Regions from separate parts of the Rattus norvegicus genome. Here all the other regions are linked to region 1. Evidence: chromatin contacts called from public Hi-C data. All regions are on one chromosome and are shown on one strand. Each heading gives the region's core, a stretch centred on a gene start, on an enhancer-like site or on the middle of the called end of the contact. The rest is flanking DNA. Distances are from core to core; before and after follow the strand shown.

Region 1 (3,419 bases), core at 426-2,925:
CCAAGGCTTGAGTAGGAACTGCACCACTGCCATCCACGGAGCCCTACTGAGAACATTCTATCAGTGGTCTCTAAGAATGCCTTTCTCTCCAGTGTCTGGACACTATTGTCTTACCTTCTTTTGAAACCCACTTGGGAATTCACAGCTAATGGAGCTGAAGAACTGCCTCTGCCCCACAAAGAACAGTTTCATGGTGGTCTAGGTTTATGTTAGAAGGCAAAGGAGGAGGAGGAAGAGGAGGGGGAGGACAAAGAGGCAGACAGAAAGAGAGGGAAGAGGAGAAGGGGGAGAGGAGAAGAGGGAGAGGAGGAGGAAGGGGAGAGGAGGAGTGGGGACAGGAGGAGGGGAGAGGAACAAGAGGGAGAGGAGGAGAGGAAAAGAGGAGGAACAGGAGGAGGGGGAGGAGGAAGGGAAGGAGGAGAAGGAGGAAGAGGGGGAGGATGAAGGGAAGGAGGAGAAAGAGGAAGAGGAGGAGGAGGAAGAGGGGGAGGATGAAGGGAAGGAAGAGAAAGAGGAGGAGGAGGAGGAGGAGGAGGAGGAGGAGGAGGAAGAAGAAGAAGAAGAAGAAGAAGAAGAAGAAGAAGAAGAAGAAGAAGAAGAAGAAGAAGAAGAAGAAGAAGAGATCTGCAATGTTACTACTATATAGGAGTCCCAATAACAGATTTCCTTCCTGTGTTTCCCAACTAAACAGCCAGTCAAAAAGAAGTCAAAAAGATACAGGTGCTGCTGAGGGGTGCTGGAGCAGCTGGGGACAGAGCTGATCTGCAGTCAACCGACCACAGATCGGTGTGCTTTCTTTCCCATAGAGCACAGCTTCAACAGGAAATTATCCAGGGCCTGCTCATGGCTGCCTTGGAGCCAGCCAGGTGAGGCAGGAGCACCGGTGCTGTAGGACAGCAGATCCAGTCTGCCCTTTGTGTCACCCAGTCCTATCCTGCTTTCGCCCCTTTGTGTGTTTTTAATGGGGATAAGTGTGAGGCACATGGAGCGCAATCACATTGTGGTCTTAAAAGGATCTCTGATGACAGAAAATATGTCAATTTATTATTTCCCCTGGGACAGAGAAAAAAGTACAAAGGTTCAATGGGCGAGGAAGATAATGCTCGTTTGCTGTATAACAGTTTTCCAACAAAGGATTTTAAGGTGATTTTCCTTTAAAAAGAAAAAGAAAAAGAAAAAACTTTAGTCCCATTTGTAGGTGGGGATACAAGAAGATTTGTAGTGACTAAAACATCCTGGCGGTGGCCCCTGCATAGAGCCAGCACAAGCATCTGTGGTCCTTTCCCAGCTTTTTCTCTCCCTCTACTGGAATTTGGTTCTTCACAGCAGAGTTACATACAGTAAAAGCAAGCACTGTCCTATTGTCCCTGGTATCCCACATACCAGAACCACAATTCCATCAAATCTTCAACCTAAAGGCTCCATCTGTGATCAGAGCCATCTCCTGTCCCCACAGTTCCAGTTTCCTTGAATAGCAATTAGCCCAGTAGAGGCCGGCTGCTCCTGCATGGGGAAGACGCTGAGGAGCTGAGCCAGGAGGTGGTCACTTGTTATTTGTCACGAGGGTCATTGATAATGAATCAACAAAGCATTGACAATGGTTTTCTTGTAAACCGAACAAACCTTATAAATGGTGTGTGGTCTCCCCTCCCCCATGAATTAGCTCCTTTGTCCTGAAATGTGTGGTTAGCCCAGATACTCATTCTGCTCGGCTGGAAGAGGGGCAGAGTCTGGGGAAGGCGCCCAGAATGCACAAGTCCACATTTTGCATTTTGGTTTTCTGTATCAGGGAATATCTCATGCGTACCATGGGAAGTTGTAAGAGGGAAAAAAAAAACATAAGCAAAATCAGAAAACTTTCTGGACTCCTTTCTGGACTCTCAGGTGGTCTTTTTAGGGATCGGTTGCAATGTGCAAACAGGAAAGAAATTAAGAATGTAGAAACTGTTTCTTAAATGCTTTGTACAGCTACTTGACAACTGTCTGTTTTCTTAAAACCCTAAATAAGGAGGGCTGAGTATTTAGGAGGGTTCTGCCTGCTTTATACTTCCACACTTCGCGGAATGCCATTCTCCGCTGTTATGTAACAGTGGACGCTGCTGGGCAGCTGAATGAAAGGAACAGTGTCTTACAGCAAATGGGCAAACATTCACTGCTGGCGTCTTCTTTGGCTCCTGGGGCGGCAGTGGGGCGGGGTTGGGGAGGGGGCTTCTAAGTGAAGTTCTCCGTTGCCTAGAGCCTATACAAGCAACCTTATCTTGAAGATTCTGAGACGAAATGCCCAGAATTAAACAGAATGGATCTGCTGAGAAGCTTTGCAGAGCCTTGTATGCTCGGCAACCGCTGTCTGCCTCCATGAAAGCCAAGTAGCGATGGCACCATTTCTGACAGGTTGTCACCAGGTAGATGGTGTGTTGGAATGTGAGTCAGTTCAGAGAGACCGGTGCTGTGTGAAGAGGGAAGCAGGGCACCAAGCTCGACTCTGCGTGTGTGTGTGTGTGTGTGTGTCTGTGTGTGTGCGCGCGTGCTTATTGCACACCTCGCCTGTTCCGTGTACTCCACTTTGGTTATAATTTTATTTAATGGCAATCTTTAAATCAAAGTGTTAGAATGTGTCTTTCTCCTTTAAAAAAAATAATTGCTGAAATCATTGATGGCACATTAAAACAAGTCAGTGGTTAAGGTCACATAAACCGGTGTAATATGTATATTCGAGCCAGAATTATTTAGGGTCATTGTAGCCAGGGAGTTTTCAAATAAATTATTTGAATATAAAAGTAGATTATGTCTTTCCCCTGTGGCTGGCCAAATGTCTTTTCAACAAAGGGTAAAGTAAGAAGGCTATTTTTTTTTCGTGTGTAAAAGAGTGATCTTTTTAGTCACGGTTGGCTGCCTTTCAGGAAAGTCTCCATTTATAATGAGATATTTTGAACTCATCCAAACCAGAAAGTTTAATAAATTTATAGTACATTTTATATTTAAAAATATGACCATTTATTTCAGGAGACGAGAGCTTGAGAGAAGGGAGAACATATTAGTGATTGCTTGGATGTCTAGGCCGTCCTCTGGAGCTAATATCCACATTGGCCCATATCTAGAATAGTGGAAATAAGTTTATTAAGCAGCTCCTCCAATCTCAACTTACGTCTGCTTTAAAAGGACACTCACTATTCGGAGCCTAGTCCAGCCCTGAGACAGAGCCGCTGTGAAGATGCAGTAACAGAGGTTCTCATGGCCGTTTTATTCAAATTTTCTGACGTTGCCAGGTAGGGAGAGAGCAAAGGTGTTTCCCGTGTGGTTGTGGGTCATCCTTGAAGTAGATTGGTCCTATATGCAAATGTGTAAACATCAGCTTTCTCTTACTAATGCAATAAAAGGAGCAGTCCTGAGACAAGAAGCGCTCTCTCACTGGTAAAGAA
Region 2 (3,419 bases), core at 428-2,927, 220 kb after region 1:
TTCCTCCTTACATCCACCCCAGTCTCCCTCCTCCATCCTGGCTTGGTTCGGGGTCTTCTTTTAGAGGTTATGCGATGGTACCACAGAGAAAAAAATGCTTCTTCCGCTTGTCCGCTTTTTACAAAATAACTCTAAAGGGAAGAGTGCATCGCTTAAATGCCAGCTGCGTTTCAGATACAAGGTCTCCAAATATAAACTGCTTGGATCTCTAGTGGATGAAGTAATTCGTTTATATTTGATTATTAATTCGAGAATGTAATTAAAAGTCCAGTCTCTCCTTCAAGTATTTACCTCCCCTCAAACCACTCTTGATCAAACTTTTCCTTCCTGGCAATCGGTTAAATTCCAGCTATTGTCTACCAAACAGGTGTCTTCCTGACTTTGATATCAATGTAGAATTTCAGGGGAGGTTGGTCTAGGATACATTTTATTGGTTAGGAATCTAAGTTATCCTGGAAACAGTTTTGTTTTATTTAATACTTCCAAACCTGTCTGTGTTTAAAAAAAAAAAAAAAAGAGCTGTAACTTCTGTCAGCGAGGGAAGGAGAGTAGCCTTGTGTTTGAGTCAGAAAGACGGATTACAAAAAGAGCACAGCCTCTGGACTCCAACAAAGCGGAAAATGTTGGTTTGTTTAGTTTAAAATTAAAAAAAGAAACTATCAACAAATGAACAAAATGTCTATTTCCTACTTCGAGGGCATGTTTGCCGTTTTAACTTTTATCCGCTTAGCATAGGAACCTATTTTAACATTTCCTAACGGGATAGCATTGTGCTCATTTAATGCCGTATCTCTGCAAATCTGCTGTTGAGGGTGTGTTTGTTCCTCCTCCAGATTAGCGGGTCCGAGATGGTTTTTAAAGGAGTTGCTCCGCGCGATGACATGCCCTCTCATCTGATTCCGGGATCGGATCTCGGTAGAGAGGGGGGCACATATCCAGCTTTTGAGAAATCTACCCGACAGTCTGTGGAAATGATGAGCACTCAGGAGCCGTTGCCTCGGCACCTCCACCCTTTACTCCACGAAGAGGCTAGGCCTGGTTAGGGAAATCGCAACCTGAGACTAGCCTTGTGACCTCACGCGCACCGAGGAGCCTGGGGAACGCTTCTTGGGCATCCTGGTCTCAGCGCTGCGGTCATCTGTCTCGCGGAGCAGAAGAGTAGAGAAGCCAAGAGCAGGCCCTGCCTCGGAAACGGACTGCAAAGGGGTTAGACAACCGCCATTGGGGAGTGTGGAAGAATTGGCAGGGGACGAGCCTTCTCTCCTGCAAGCGAACAGAAGACCTAGGCAAAGATCAGCGGGGACAGGCGTGCAGCCCGCCAATTCGCAACTAAGCAAAATCGGAGGAGAATGCACAGCCAGGTTGAGCAAAAAGAGTGAGCCAGTGGGTGAGCCAGGCCTGAGCGCACCACCCATGCTCTGCTGCATTGTGATTCTGCAGCCGCAGGTGGCTGAGCCCCGGTTCCAATCCCATGCTACAGGACTGCCAACAGGGAGGAGGCCCCTCCACCTTTGGAGACTAGGAAGGCCGCCAAATAGGGGTTGAGTTCTCGGAGAAGGCAGAGCCTCCTGGGGCTGGCATCCCGCCGGATCTCCCCAGCCGCGCTGTACCCTTTAGGGGCGTGGCAGGAGCTTTGGGTCTGTAGTCGCCGCGTCCAAGCTTGAGCCCTGGCGGGTTGGCTGGGCGCCCTGCTTTGTAAAGTAGTGAGTCTTTCGAGATCCTGTGAGCCAGCCAGCCGGGTGGGCCAACTTAGCTTAGGTCCACTGAGTCCAGGCCAAGTCCTCAACCCTTCCTTCCTTCTTTTCTCTCTCCCTACCTCCCAAGCTTAAAACGCTGAGAAGCAGAGTGTGTGGTTTGGACTTGGGCAGGCTATTTGGAGATGGGGCAGGGGCAAGGTTCATTAATAAGATCCAGGTTCGAGGATGAGCTTTCGTTTATTAAGTTTAGTATCTTGTTCGTTTTTTAACTGCTGGAGAACCTTTAGTTCCTGGAATTCAAGTCCCAGACAAAGAGCCAGGGAGAGAACAGGACCAGGCTGAAAGGAGTAGAGCTACAGATAGATGATTATCTTTCAATAAACTGCCAAGCTGTGGCTCCAGATCCAGGGCCCGGCAGTTACGTGGGCTGCTGAAGGGTGCAGATACCACAAGTACAACTTGACACCATTGAGCCTACGGTGCTTGTCAATAATCTGTGAATTAGGTGTAGAGACTGTCTCCATAGATCATAACAGTTTCTGAAGGACTCATTACAGCATGGCGTGTCACTGATCTCCAAATTAAGGGGGGAGGGGGTGAGAGAGGAAGAAGGAGTGCCCCCCCCCCCCCGCCGCCAACAAAAAGCCAAGAAGGGTGGGAGAGGAGATAAAAGTCAGAGCCCCAGCTAAGAAGAAGGCTTTAAAGATTATCAGGCCAGCGATCTGATCTGAGAATTCCGCGGAGATGTGTTTGGAAGCCCAACTCTGAGCCGGGGATGGAAGGGATGCTGAGGATGAGCAGAAGTGGGCCTCAGGGAAAGCTGACTTCTCCGACATTGCTTTTGAGGTTAGAAGAGCTTTTGGAAGCGGCCTCCTGATGTCAACAGAAGGCCTGAAGGATTCCAGCCTGCCCAGGATGGGAGCACAATGATTCACTGGCGTTTAGCATGAGCCACAGGCAAACCTTCCACTGGTAGCCTTGGCTTCTTTTAGGTCTGGTGGTGACTGTGGGTGACTTTCACACACAGGCTTGCTTTAACTTCTTGTTATGCTACAGGTGGAAAACTTTCCTCCGTTTCCTGTAAAAAGCAGTCCAGTCAGTCCAGAAGAGCAGATCTCCCCCTTCCCCTTCCTTCGGCTTCCTTTGGGGGTCCCTAAGACTCTTGCTTTCCGAGGCTTCTCACTTTCTGTTGTTGTTCGATTTCCATCGGGTTGAGCTTCCGGAAAGGAAGCTTTTGAGTGACACAAAGCAGAAAGTTATATGAGGTCACCGAGGAAAGAGTGCTCCGGGCTAAGAGTTCAGCTACTTGGACTTTGCTGCAGCAGTCACATGTCACCGGCCTGCATTGCTGTCACTTAATATGGGTCAGAAAAACCTCAAGGAAGGCTTAGGTTTGTTTTCAGATAGCACAACTAAATAAAGTAATTGCAGCTAGACAATTTTAAAGGAACATCTTTTTCTTTAAATTACGGAAACAATCCTGGCCATTGGACAAAAGACATATGTGTATGCCTTTGGTAGGATGAGTTGCCCAAAATATTTGGCTGTCAAATAAGTGTATACATAAACTTCCAAGGGATGATTTGGAGGTGCGAAATGACTAAAGTCTCTCTAGAGTGTTTGGTCTCTCTGGTGATCCCTCCCTGATTTTGAGAATCAGAAGTTCAATTGAAGACCAACAGTGGCTGCTCTTCATGCCCTCGGTTTGTCTTCAACAGGGGA
Region 3 (3,419 bases), core at 411-2,910, 150 kb before region 1:
CTTGTCCCTGGGGAGATGGAAAGAACACAGCAAAAGACTCGGATTCCCCAAAGCAGAGTGGCACATGTCATCAGAGTTGACGCTTCTGATAGCTGTGACCATCTGAAAGGCATTCTCTTGCCTTCAGCTCACTCTCCACGGTTTACAATGGCAGATTTTGTCCCTGCTCTCAAAGATCTACTTGATCTATGATGAATCTGTAGTGATTCAAAATGAGCCTAGGATGCTGTCCTTTTAAGTGTGTGCTTTAAAATGTATGTATTTTCAGAGAGAACACTTCTGCAAGGTAGAATTCGGGCAGGACACTTTACACTGTCAGGGTTACCTAGAGAAATAGAACTATAGAAGTGTGTGTGTGTGTGTGTGTGTGTGTGTGTGTGTGTGTGTGTGTGTCTGTCTGTGTGTGCTTGTAGTTGTGTGCATCTGTGCATGCACACTTTCCCTCTGCAGCTGTGCCAAGATCTGCAGAAAGTCACCAGTTACTAACTCATTAAGTGACTGACCAGCCAACCGACCAGCCAAGCTCTTCAGGGTGACATCTTACCATTTGAGGCTGTCTGAACAGCCTATCAATGGAAAAGAATCTCAAATAACTTGCTTAATGTTTGTTAAGATATAAACATCATTGTCGTTTTTATGATAATTCTGCCTGGAAGAACCAGCCATTCTGCAAATACATCAACTCTTTACATATGCATCTAAAGGGGCAGTGTCCTGAGTTCATTTTGAGTCATGACACACATCTTCTCTTTGAGATCAGAGCCTATAAAGTCTACAGCAAGAAGCCTCTTCTGCCCAATGGCTTGCCTTCGTAGAGCAGTTGACATGAGAGGTATCCCGGAAACTCAGTCTGCACGTCTGTGTCTGATGAGCTCTGGACTTTGCTCAGGTTCCATGGAAACAGCAGTTAATGATCCAGTCACAGAGAAAGGCCATATTGATACAGCATTGGTAGTGACATTGCCTTTTTGGTGGAGATGCTCTTCCCAGACCCTTGCTGTTTCAGTCTTAGGGATATAAATAAGACTTCCTTCCCCCTCCTTCCTTTATACACAGCAGAGTGCATCTACTCTTAAAGATTTTTTTTTTTTTTTTGGGTAAGGTCAACTTTTGTAATTCCCCAAACTAATCATGGTAAAAGTTTGCCTACTAACTGTATACACGTAGGGAGCTAGCACCCCCTAGTGTATTAGAAACCCCAGAGATTTTGATCTGGCATTTAATAGTCTAATTTAAACAGTAAAGAGCAATACATTACATTGGGCGGGTTGCTAACTTTCTTCACTGATATTGTTATAGGGTATTTAGGCCTAGGTAAATTATTTTTAGAAGTTAATGGACATCAGAAATAAGCAAAAAGAGTGGCAATCCACTCTTCAGTACTGAGACCAGCAGTAGAAAAGTCATTGGCGTTTGAGCTGTTCGTATTTTAAGGCTGGAACCAACATAGAAATGTGTGGTCTTACAGCCAGCTCTCTAATCACACGTTCAGGAAATTTTAGTAGCTTACCAACTAACTGTTTATAGGAGGCTGTAACAGTGAAAGTGTCTGGATTTCTCTGCTTTGGGGAGCTGTTAATCTTGCGTGTTGCCTAATGAAACTGTAAACGGAAAATTATGGCTTCACTCCAGACAGTGAGAAGGCTTATTCCAACAGATGGCATCAAAACACCGTCTACACTGTGGCCGCTGATTGTTAATTGTGCCTGTGAAACAATCCTTTTAAACAGAGTAATGCATTTTATCGTCCAGATTACAGTTCTCTGCTTTTGGTTTTCTCAATGTGTATTAACATTTTCTGTAAGAAAGTGTAAGATTTAGTGATTGCCTAATTATCAGATTAAACAACAGAACAACAGCCAGCTCAATCATCTTTATGAACTGTGCACCAGGGAGACAGATAACTGCCATGCACATGTTTTAAAGACATGCTGTTTGAGAATGTTTGGGTTCTTACTAGGTTTGTATAAACCAGAAGAAATGGGCCAGGTCTAACCTCATCAAATAAAAATGGTATAAACAAAAACACCTTATGCACATGATAAATACTAACTATATGTTAAATATAGCTTGTTCTGGGAGGAAATGCATATAATTCACATAGAACTTTTAAATGAAGGAGAGCTGTGTGAGGCACAAAGAAAAGGACTATTCTCTTAAATATTTAGAAATTATAGTTTCAGTGAAATCCCACAAGCAAGAGGAGGTGTGGGTTTGGTGGCTCTGTGGGGAAAAAAACCATTCCAGAAACCCTCTTCCTTGATATGAGTAGCATCATGAAGGTGTATTATCTATTGGTTCTTTGGACTATTGATCTGGAACTGGGAGTGTAAGGTTTAAAGATTTAGAGAGAGTAGTTAGCGTGTGTCAACAGAAGGTAGCATTTGATTTATGAGTATTATAGCAGACTGTCCTCTCATGACTGAGACAGTGGATACTTATGAAATCAATGGCTTTACACTCCTGTTTTGATGCACTCTCATGACCACTGTGGCAGGAAGTAGAAAATAACCCCAATTTCTGGACATAGCTCAAGCCCATTTTTTTTCTTAAGGGCTCTACACCTGATCTGTAAATCCCTCCAAAGGAGGGCTCCACATGGAAGGCTAGTCATTAAAGCTTATGAACAATGACGTAGATGCCAGATGAAAACACCCCAGACTGAGAAAGATGTGAAACCACAAAACTACCCAAACATCACCAAAGCTAACTTCACAAGTTTGTGAGAAACTCTTGTTCAGAGCACAATTTCTAAAAAGATTTAGCATTCGGTCAAGCTGTCTCTTCCTGATTTTTGAGCCCGTAATAGATCAGAAAAGCAAGCTGCTAGAGGGGCTAACGGGGCCTGAGGCCAACACCTCACTCTGAAGTAAGAGGAAATCAGAGAAATTTGGTAACTACAGTGGGAAATCGGTTAACAATGAGCTGCCCCAGCCCGTGCCATCTCACCTATGACCAGCCTGAACCTTCCAGATATAAGATTTTTCATATCATGTACCCCCTGGTAAGATGAACCAGAGATAGGGTCTAGCATCGTAACCTCAATAGAATCATTAGAAAAGACAGGGAAATAAAAGGGAAGTCTACAAAGTAACTGACCAGTAACTCGCCAAGAGTAACGGGGTCATGACAGACCAGGCAGAGTCAGATCTGTCACTCATTGGGGAGACTAAGGAAACAGACGAGACCAATTTTAGGGTTCTGTATTAGGGCAAAACAAAGAAAGGCTATGAATAGAAAACTGGTAACATTTGAGTGAAGTTTGAAATTCAGTTAACAGTTTGATACCAATGCAATTTATTGATTTTAGTTGTTATATTATGGCTATGCAAATAAGAACTCTAAGAGGGATAGAACGAGGAGTTTATGTAGAAACTATACTTCACACCTTTTAAGCAGGCTACATTGTTTTGGGGTAA

What was found. A called contact is a pair of places that touch in the nucleus more often than the background predicts.
Region 2: a Hi-C map of Schwann cells shows a contact between it and region 1, with 8 times the contacts expected there. The contact joins two enhancer-like sites. A contact is called at or near these places in 4 of 12 Hi-C or Micro-C datasets (Schwann cells, frontal cortex, mammary epithelial cells and 1 more) and 1 of 1 datasets of contacts at active chromatin or transcription factors (oligodendrocytes).
Region 3: a Hi-C map of Schwann cells shows a contact between it and region 1, with 9 times the contacts expected there. The contact joins two enhancer-like sites. A contact is called at or near these places in 1 of 12 Hi-C or Micro-C datasets (Schwann cells) and 1 of 1 datasets of contacts at active chromatin or transcription factors (oligodendrocytes).

Annotation. Positions count from the first base shown.
Region 1 is chr2:119,240,281-119,243,699 of GRCr8, forward strand. The region is part of intron 2 of LOC103691527 (a long non-coding RNA gene); the gene reads left to right. Among named protein-coding and RNA genes, the nearest start is that of Sox2, 220 kb to the right of the region's middle. Within about 2 kb of position 1,676, at least 44 of the 93 cell types and tissues checked have an H3K27ac peak or open chromatin away from gene starts, as enhancers often do. A contact at or near this core is called in Schwann cells, where this site is marked.
Region 2 is chr2:119,456,159-119,459,577 of GRCr8, forward strand. All of the region lies in intron 4 of LOC103691527 (a long non-coding RNA gene), which reads left to right. Among named protein-coding and RNA genes, the nearest start is that of Sox2, 7.3 kb to the right of the region's middle. Within about 2 kb of position 1,678, at least 37 of the 93 cell types and tissues checked have an H3K27ac peak or open chromatin away from gene starts, as enhancers often do. A contact at or near this core is called in Schwann cells, where this site is marked.
Region 3 is chr2:119,089,556-119,092,974 of GRCr8, forward strand. All of the region lies in intron 2 of LOC103691527 (a long non-coding RNA gene), which reads left to right. Among named protein-coding and RNA genes, the nearest start is that of Dnajc19, 220 kb to the left of the region's middle. Within about 2 kb of position 1,661, at least 3 of the 93 cell types and tissues checked have an H3K27ac peak or open chromatin away from gene starts, as enhancers often do. A contact at or near this core is called in Schwann cells, where this site is marked.